Linked DNA regions of Sus scrofa: region 1 is linked to region 2. A link is a contact called in public Hi-C data. All regions are on one chromosome and are shown on one strand. Each heading gives the region's core, a stretch centred on a gene start, on an enhancer-like site or on the middle of the called end of the contact. The rest is flanking DNA. Distances are from core to core; before and after follow the strand shown.

Region 1 (4,870 bases), core at 431-2,930, 330 kb after region 2:
ATAACAAGTACATGCCACCCTCACTCACCCACCCAAAGCCCATGCAGACATTACTAATCAATCATAGCACCCTTTCCTTATAAGCAGGACACAATACATTACTTCAGGCAACTGGCAGAAGTAGACTACAGCTGGCATGTGAAGTAAATAAAATCTATTTACCATCCCTGAGCTAGATTGACCAGTTTCGACATTGTACAATCCATGAGGGAAAAAAGCACCAAAGCAGAAATTAGGAAACCTGGGACCAGTTAGCACCTGGCCATGAGTTTTTGGTGCCATTGAGAAAGTTTCATGAAATCTGAGACCCTGTTTCCTCATCTGTAAATGGAAAGTAACAGTTTTATTCTACTTATTTTCAAGATCTTTGTGAAGATGAAAGTTAAAATGAAAAACATATAAAAGAGCTTTCTAAACTGGAAGTCCTCTAATAACTGTAGTACACCACCATTTATTAAGCCCTATGCTAATTACCTTAGATTTATTTCTCGTCTCCTTTGATTCTTACATCACCCCTGTAAAGTCGGGTTTCTGGCACATTCGTAACCAAAGATCTTATTAACACATTGTGAACTCCTCCAGAACAGGACTGCTTAATCCATGTCTTCGTCCCAATGCTCAACCTGGAGCCCTGGGTAGTCAATAAATATTTATTGATTTTATGTGATTCTCTGGAGGAAATTGTGCAGCTCCTGAAAGAGCAATTAGGGTCACATCTTAGAAGATGAACTATAACAGTTAGAATGCATTGGGCTGACCTAACAATGATTTCTAGTCCTACGGATGGATGGGGACTTTCACCTCATGGTCCCAAGATGGCTGCTGCAGCTCTAGACCTAGTAAGTTTCCAAAGTAAGAAACCCTGGCGTGGGAGTTCCCGTCGTGGCGCAGTGGTTAACGAATCCGACTAGGAACCATGAGGTTGCGGGTTCGGTCCCTGCCCTTGCTCAGTGGGTTAACAATCCGGCGTTGCCGTGAACTGTGGTGTAGGTTGCAGACGCGGCTCGGATCCAGCGTTGCTGTGGCTCTGGCATAGGCTACAGCTCCGATTCGACCCCTAGCCTGGGAACCTCCATATGCCGCAGGAGCGGCCCAAGAAATAGCAAAAAGACCAAAAAAAATAATTAAAAAAAAAAAAGAAAGAAACCCAGGCGTGGCTAAGACAGTGAAAGAGAGCTCTCATTGAGTACCTACATTCTTTTATCAGGACTCTTGCCCCTGCTGACTTTTCCTTTTGACACATGGGGTCACATGATAGTCTGAAAATCTGAGTATCTGGGAATAAAGCAAGGGAGGAAGTGGTTAGAAATGGCCATAAATATAAATAAATGAGGGGGGAAAAAAAGAAAAGAAATGGCCATTAGGTAGCCAAACAGTAATGTCTATCTTTGGGAGTATTTCAGGTATTCCTCATGTATGAGTTTCATATTGCTGCTATTACAAATTACCATAAATATAGTAGTTAACACAATTTTATTATCTTACAGTTCTAGAAGTCAGAAACCCAAAATGGATTTTACTAGGCTAAAAATCAAAATGTCAGCAGGTTTGTGTTCTTTTTGGAAACTCTAGTGGAAAACCTGTTTCCAGCTTCTACAGGCTCCCTTTATCCCATGACTTGTGGCCTCCTCCTCTAGCTTCAGTGCCAGTAACAAAGCATCTTCAAACCCTCTCTGACTCTGGCTCTACTTCCATCCTCACATGCCCTTCTGCATCCCCTTCCAGCTTTTGCAGACTCATGTGAGTACACTGCATCCCCGCCTCCCGCCCCCGGGAGAGCCCAGAATCATCTCCGCACCTTGAGATCATTAACAATCACATCTGCAAGGTCCCTTCTGCCAGGTAACATAACACAGTCATAGGTTCTGGGAATGAGGACGTGGACACCTTTGGGGACCTATTATTCAGACCGCCCAACCTCACATGATGCCTGGCAAACCTTCTCTTCCTGCTTCTGCAGAAAGGCTAAAAGCAAAACAAAGTTTCAGACTCACCAGAAACTTCATACATCTGCTTGCTTAACCATCAATGGTTAGCATTCAAAAGAGCCACAGATAAGGCCAGTTCAGGTCCATCTCCCAAGTTCTCCAAGTTCAAGAGGAGATATACAAATTTCAAAACAAAAAGAAATGCCTTTCTTGGGTTGAGGCGACTATTACTTCATAGACTATCCAATAGCACCTCCCAGTGCCAAGAAGCAGGAAGAGGGAAAAAGGGCTACTATTTGGTGAAGAATCAGAGTATTTAGCCAGAATCAAGAGGCCCAAGTGGCCAGACCCCAGCCCCAGAGATTCAGATGTAAGTGATCCGAGGCTGGATCCAGGTGTGAGAAGCTTTTTAGAGACCCCAAGTGACTGTGGGCAGCTGGACCCACTGAGTTCAGCAAAGCAATAAGCATGGTCTGAAAGCCTACCAGGCCCTAGAGCTTTCAAAAGAAATATAAGGCTCCTCTGCTCAAAGTGCTTTCAGTCTTGGAGTTCCCGTGGTGGCGCAGTGGTTAACGAATCCGACTAGGAACCATGAGGTTGTGGGTTCGGTCCCTGCCCTTGCTCAGTGGGTTAACGATCCGGCGTTGCCGTGAGCTGTGGTGTAGGTTGCAGACGCGGCTTGGATCCCGCATTGCTGTGGCTCTGGCGGAGGCCGGTGGCTACGGCTCCGATTGGACCCCTAGCCTGGGAACCTCCATATGCCATAGGAGCGGCCCAAGAAATAGCAAAAAAAAAAAAAAAAAAGTGCTTTCAGTGTTGATAGACTACGAGAGCTGGAAGAGACACTGGTCACAACTAACAACTGTGTGGCTTAGGACAAATCACCTAACCTCTCTGTGCCAGATTCTTCATCTATAAAATGAAGATAATAATAGTCCCTGCCTTATGGGGTTGTTGGAGAGTTAAATGATAAAATTCACATGAGGCACTTAGTATGGTGCCTCATACAAAATAAGCACACCACGAGGGTCAGGGCTTCCTAGCAAGTTCTGAGGCTAGCAATTCCACGGCCCACATGCTGCAACTCCCCTGTCTCACAAAGCAGGTACCCCTGATTGATTTGAAGGCTCTTTTCTCTCTTCTACTGTACAAAGCTTCTGAATTCTTCTCCATCTAGTTCTCCATTTAAGACGAGGATTAAATTTGCCATGCCAACCTCCCCTGCATTTTTCATTTAAGGAAACTGAGGCCCAGGAGGACTGAGCTCATTGGATAAGCACTGCAGAGCTGAGAGGGTCCAAATCTTCCAGCCTAGCTCCGTGCATGCGGCTTTCAGCAGGCACCAGCTTGCTGGGCCCCACCTCAGCCACAGCTCTTTGCCCTCGCAGGCTCCTTCAGTCCCAGCGCCTGGCTATTCTTGTCCTCTCCGCCTGCTGCCACCTGGGTGTCTGCGGTGGCAGCATGACCTCAAAGTCCCTTTGTGGGCCAGATGCCGGATGTGACATTGTAAGAACTCACATCCAGAGATTAAAATCACTCCCACTAGAAGTTCCTGCTGTGATGCAGGGGGTTAAGGACGGACCCGGTGTTATTTCTGCAGTGGCTGGGGTTGCTGCTGAGACGCGGAGTTCCAGGGTTCCACCCCTGGCCAGGAACTTCCATATACTGTGGGTGCAGGGGAAAAAAAAAAAAAAAAACACTCCCACTAGTAAAGCCCTGACACCTGCCTTCCTGCCTTTCGCTAACTGCTTGATTGTCTCTGATGTATCTCAGATGGCCCATCCTGTCAGGCAGGGATTTTTAATCCCTATTATAAAGACGAAAGAAACAGAGACTGAGAGAAGTTTGGTATCTAACCCAAGGTAAGGTTGTTAAAAGGCAGAAAAGGACTCAAACTCAGGTCTGAGGGGGACAAGCTTAAGCATCGCAGCCCATCTTTCAGCTTTACACATCCATAACTTCATGAAGCAGACCCAGCACACTGTCGGGCTCCTACATTCCAGGCTCTCCTCCATTAAAACGTTTACTAAATTACCTCGGATGCTGTCCTGTCCCGTTTATGGATCTCGCCCGTAACACTGACCTCCTTCAGCCCCGACTCCCTGGCACAAACACACATGCAGACACACATACTTTCTCTACCAGCTGTATCCCACTCAGCCTCCAGTGGTATGCTTATAGTTCCCTCCTCCTCCAGGCTTTCTGCCTAGACTGCAAGGTGTCCCTGCTCTACGCACCCATCTCAACCTGTGTTTCCCTTGTCTCGGCACCTGTCGAACTGTATAGTGTATGTTCTCTAATTACGCAATGAATCAGCAAGTCTTCGTTATACGTGAGAATTAAAGAACACTGACAAATACTGTACAGTGTCACCTGCATGTGTCATCTAAAATAGACTCAAAGTAACAGAGTAGGATGGTGGTTACCAGAGAGTTACCCTGGCCAAAGGGTATCAGCTTTCAGTTACAAGATGAGTGTGACCCGGGACCTGATGTATAGCCTAGTGATGATAAGACAGAGCTGGTAGATAGTTCATAATGTTGTATTGTATATTGGACATTTTCCGAGGGTATAGTTCAAGTGTTCTCACCACACGCACACACACACACAATGGCAACTCTGTGAGGGGATGGATATGTCACTCCATCAGCTTGACGGGAGCAATCATGTCACAATGTATATGTATATGGAAACATTGGGCTGTACACCTTACATATATAAAATTTTTATTTGTCAATTACACCTCAAAAAGGCTGGTAGGAGGAAAGTAACACTAAACTATACTGAGTAAAAACAGCTACCATTTATGGAGCCTTGTGCCAGGCGCTCACTATACCAAACACCATATCCACACACATATATATGTAAAATCTCATTTAATGCTTACTCCCAGCCTCTTAGGTAATTATTATCACTCACCTCACTCTACGGAGGTAGGGCTG
Region 2 (4,890 bases), core at 722-3,221:
CCTTGTACCCTGAACTAAGTGAGCCTGAATCCTGCTCTGTTACCTCCTAGTTATTGGTCCCTAGGGAAATTAATCTCTGAGCCTCTATTTCCTCATCCATAAAATGGGATAATAATAGAACCCCCCATAAGTTTGTTGTAAAACTTGAATGAAATAATACATATCCCAAACCTGGGGTAGTTAGCATAATAGTCCTCACTGAATCACACGTTACATAAAAACATATGCATAAATGCGTAACTGTATCTTCTCTGGGGGGCATCGTGGGCCCCTGGAGGGATTCTAATTACTCCTGAGCCTGGCTTACGTGGCCTAGCTTGACAGGTCCCTGACTGCCCCTTCACCTACACCTCCTCCACCAGCCATGTTCTCTATGCCGTGGTTGTGCTTGCAAGCCTCCACGCTTTCTCCCTGTCCCCTTGGCCTGGAATACTCTAGCCATCCCTCCACCCCCTCACACACACCCTTATCCTGGCTAACTGCTACCCACGGATCAGGGCTCAGCAAAGTCTCATTTTCATTCATTCAGTAAATATTCATTACCTGTATTCTTAATGCCTACATTAGTCTGCTTGGGCTGCCATAACAAAGTACCACCTACTGGGTGGCTTAAACAATAGAAAAGAATTTTCTTATAGTTCCAGAGGCTAGAAGTTTAAGATCAAGGTGTTGCCAAGAGGGCATATCCTTAGGCCTCTCTCCTGGGGTTGCAAGGCAGCCATCTCCATTCTCTGGCTCTGCTTGGTCTTTTGTCCATGCTTGTGCAGGCCTGTATCCTAATCTCCTCCTCTTAGAAGGACACCAGTCATATTGGACGAGTGCCCACTCATGTGACCTAATTTTACCTTCAATGCCTGTAAAAAAAAAAACAAAAAAAAACAAAACAAAAAAAAAAACAACTATCTTTAAATACAGTCACTTTCTGAGGTACTGGAGGGTTAAAGCTTCAACATATGAAGCACCAGATTAAAAAGCATTATTTTTTCCCTCCTCAGATGTGGATGAGAAAACACTTCCAAGTATTCCTCTATGTCAGGATCTTTCTCAAAAACTGAATTGTGTTCTAGCCAGACTACACCCCAGGAAGGAAGGCTTGCATGTTCTAAGTCACCGTTAGGCTCTTCAGATAAAATGATGAGCAATACATAGTAGATGACAAAGGGTAATTCTTGAATGGATGAATGTCCTTTGCTGCCATTTCTGCAGGCCAAAACCACATCCGTAATAGAAAACATGGCCAAGAAGAATGTGTGATAATAACCCCCTACACTTAAAGAGCCCTTTCCACTGTAAAGAGCCTTTCCATGTCTCACCATTTCCCATCCTAAGTGGACCTGTGGTATGGGTACAATTGTCTTCATTTGGCAGAAGTGCAGCTGAGGCCCAGGAAAAAAGAAGAATCTTGGCCCAGTTCCCTCTGCAAGCAAGTAGCTCCAATGGACCCAGGCTACCTCAGGGATAACCACAGCTTTTGAAATTACAGTGAAATAAATGAAACTTGGAGGAAAATTTCCTGCCTCCCTTGAGAAGTTTGAAGGTACCCAGGCAGTCAGAATAACTAAGAAAATGCATCTTGGCTTCCCTTGTACTACACTGTGTATCATTCCTTCTTCCCAGGGTGACAGGACTCTATACATCCCACATATTTAAATGCTAGTCTCATCCTTTATAAGTTTGAAAGGCTAAAAAATAGTCTGAACTTCAAAAGGCTATTTAAGAGCTTTGCCCTTTCAAGTTTAACATTTCTTCAAGAACAAAAAATAGTCCAATGCTTGTTGCTTTTGGAATCCAGTTCTTATTACTCATGTATTTTTCCTCCAAAAGAAAATCATTTCACATTTTGGTAATGCCTCTTGGCAGCATTTGTAGAGAACAGCACCTCCCAGATCCAACAGGACCTGGCTATAGAAAGAGGAACAGGGCATGGGAAACTATGTGCCTTTTCACAGCAGCCGCTTGAAAGCAGGAGAGTCAGCACATAGGCTTAAATCAAAGTACGCTGTGACCCATGGGTGAAGGAGGCACAGAGTCAGGCTAAAGAGCATGTGTTTCGGCACATCCAGACCTCCTTTCAGATCCTGGTTCCACCACTTTCACTGTGTGATTTGGAACAGGTAGCTTAGCCTTCCTAAATTTCAGTTTCATCATCTGTAAAATGGAAATTTAATAAGACATACTTCAAAATATGGTGAGAATTAACAGATTTCTGCATGTCAAACTCTTGTTCCAGTGCCTGGCACATTAAACACCAACACTAGTGAAGAGCTTACCCACGCCATGCCAGCCTGTGGTGATTGTCAAGAAGAGGGGCCCCAAAAATGGTTCAAGTTCCAGCGTGGAAGTCGCATCCCAGTCCTTCCTCTCTAATCAGAATGCTCGTGATGGTGTCTCTCCTGGTCCCAAAAGATCACCACAGCCTTCCTCTGCACTTAATCTTGGCATCTGCCCTCTGCCAAACTCTTCCTTCCCAGATTCACCCTGTTCATCTCAAATTTTCAGCAAATTTCAGTTCCGATGCTCTAACCCCTCTGACTAATAGCTTTTTCACCCCACTTCACATCCTCATTCCCAGGTAGGGCTCTTTGGTTGCAAAAACAATAGGTTATTAACTTTTTTTTTTTTTTGACCATGGCATGCAGCATCTTGATGTGGGATCTCAGTTCCCACCCAGACCAGAGACTGAACCTGGACCGCAGCAGTGAAAGTGCTGTATCCTAACCACTAGGCCACCAGGGAACTCCCTGATAGATCATACCTGAACAAACAAAATCAAAATAAAACAAAAACTAGGGTGGCAGTAAAAGAAATAAATAGATATGGCATGGAAATAAAACGTGGAGGGACCTCATAGAACATAAACAGGCATCAGTACAACTATGGGGCCTCTATGTGAACCTGTTAGCATCTCCCAATCTTCTCTGCCTCCAGATTTCTCTGCTTGGCTACCACATGTAATCAACCTAAAATGCAATCACTCACCACTGCTGAACTGCATGCTTTGAATCTCTCTCAAGGGACACTCTAGTTGTCCCAGCTCTTCTCCTACACACAACTGCCCTTGAATCAGGTGCCCACCAGTAACCTAAATGGTGCTGGACAGGGAGGTGAGTGTGTAGCATCAACATGGCCAGCCAAGACCCCTCCTTCAGCAGGAGGTTCAGAAAAGGTTAAATGCTTAGAGAACTGGTTATGGACTGTTATAACATTATCTGTGTTGATATGAAGTCATTTGTCTCTGGTTTTCAGTTACAGGACTTGCACAAGTCTATTGGGAAGAGGGAAAGAAGAAAGCATGAGGAAAGAGTGGGCTGGAATTGGGGTGCACTGGCAGCAAACGATGTTTGCTGGAGACAAGAGGCAGGGTAATCAGCTGGATGACCAGAATTAGTGTCTCGAGGCCATGGGATCAGCACCAAGCAAGTGGGGTCCAGAATGAAATCAGTTGAGTGAGGCAAGTTGTGCAAGGAGAACTTCATCAAGGTCAGAGACCAGGAGATCTGAAGCAACTTGGAAGGAGGTAGGAATATAGGTCACAGAACTGGTTCAGAACTGAGACACAGAATGGCACCTAGGGCTGAATATTATGAAGGATTTGGATTGTCTTGCCAGAGTGGCCAATAGGAATAAGTTATCCATTTACCCCAACAGTCACTGCATATAGGGCTCCTGCTATCATCCCAGGGTGGTGAAGTACCCTCCTCCATGTGTGTTAAACTTCTAGTTTTTCTGGTACCCAACAGCATCTCTAGCAGTTTGACTCTTTAACTTGATTTCATTTTTCAGTTCCCCACAGTCCCTGTCTCCCTTGGAATACTACTCAATTCCCTGGGTTCATACTAGAAGACAATTCAAAAGATCCTGCACTGAGATTTGCTCACTCCATCACTCCACACTAACCACTGACCTGTGTCAAAGGCCAAGTGGATGCCCCAACTTGCTCCTCTTGAAATGAGTTCCTTTTCTATCCAGTATTTACACTTACCTACAGGATACATGGTCACATTATTCCATTATTTCTCACTGAAAGGGACCCTCGTCCTAGGATCAGCGATTAGACCGAATGGCTCCAATCCTCATCTCTCCTAAAACACATACTAGGACCTCTTGTAAATAGCATCCCTGTTAACCCTGGACAATGTACCTCCCCATTTGTCTAATGCTTCATGGTCAGCTTGCCCGCTCCTCAGCCCCGTTTCTGCATTTTACACAACATTTGAGTTCCCTTCAACTCACTCCTCTTTGACTAATTAATTTAGTTAACTGGAATGTAGGATCTACTCTGTGCCAAACACTGTTAGGCCAATGATAGCATTTTTACTTTAAACTTAAACTTCTAAGAATTTACACACTGATGGGAGGTTAAAACCAGTGAGTCAACAATTTCAATAAATGTGATACAAGAGCTTAAATAATAGAACAAGAGGATTCAATGAGAATAAGAAAGAGTAAAACTTACCCCAGACTGGTGGGCGGGGGGGGGGCATGGAAAGCTTCCAAGAAGTAGATATAAAGACAGAATTTTTAAGAGACATACTGAGCTGACTATCTGAAGAAGAATGGGGAGGGAGGGGATAAAGGGAGAGAGCATTCCAGACAGAAGAACACTATGCTCAAAGAAGAGGATGGGAAATGCAGTGTTGTGTTTGAAGAACTACACAGTTTTCCAGTTGCCTGGCATTTTTCCCATGAATCTGTAGTCTGAAGATGAGGTTGGAGAACAAAGCACAAGCAGGACCCTAAGGGACAACTACACAAGCTGAAGAGCTTTGTGGAGCTACCTGTTGATTTTAAGCTGGAGGATGATGCCATCAGACCCATGTTGAGAGAGCTCCACAGAGGACCAAGGTACAATTATAGCTCCCTCCAAATGCCACACTGGGAGACCACCCT

Evidence for each region. A called contact is a pair of places that touch in the nucleus more often than the background predicts.
Region 1: a Hi-C map of adipocytes shows a contact between it and region 2, with 2.9 times the contacts expected there. The contact joins two enhancer-like sites. A contact is called at or near these places in 2 of 47 Hi-C or Micro-C datasets (adipocytes and embryonic fibroblasts).

Annotation. Positions count from the first base shown.
Region 1 is chr6:157,160,416-157,165,285 of Sscrofa11.1, forward strand. No RefSeq gene overlaps it. Among named protein-coding and RNA genes, the nearest start is that of USP24, 58 kb to the right of the region's middle. Within about 2 kb of position 1,681, at least 10 of the 83 cell types and tissues checked have an H3K27ac peak or open chromatin away from gene starts, as enhancers often do.
Region 2 is chr6:156,827,535-156,832,424 of Sscrofa11.1, forward strand. All of the region lies in intron 1 of LOC102158888 (a long non-coding RNA gene), which reads right to left. Among named protein-coding and RNA genes, the nearest start is that of USP24, 390 kb to the right of the region's middle. Within about 2 kb of position 1,972, at least 7 of the 83 cell types and tissues checked have an H3K27ac peak or open chromatin away from gene starts, as enhancers often do.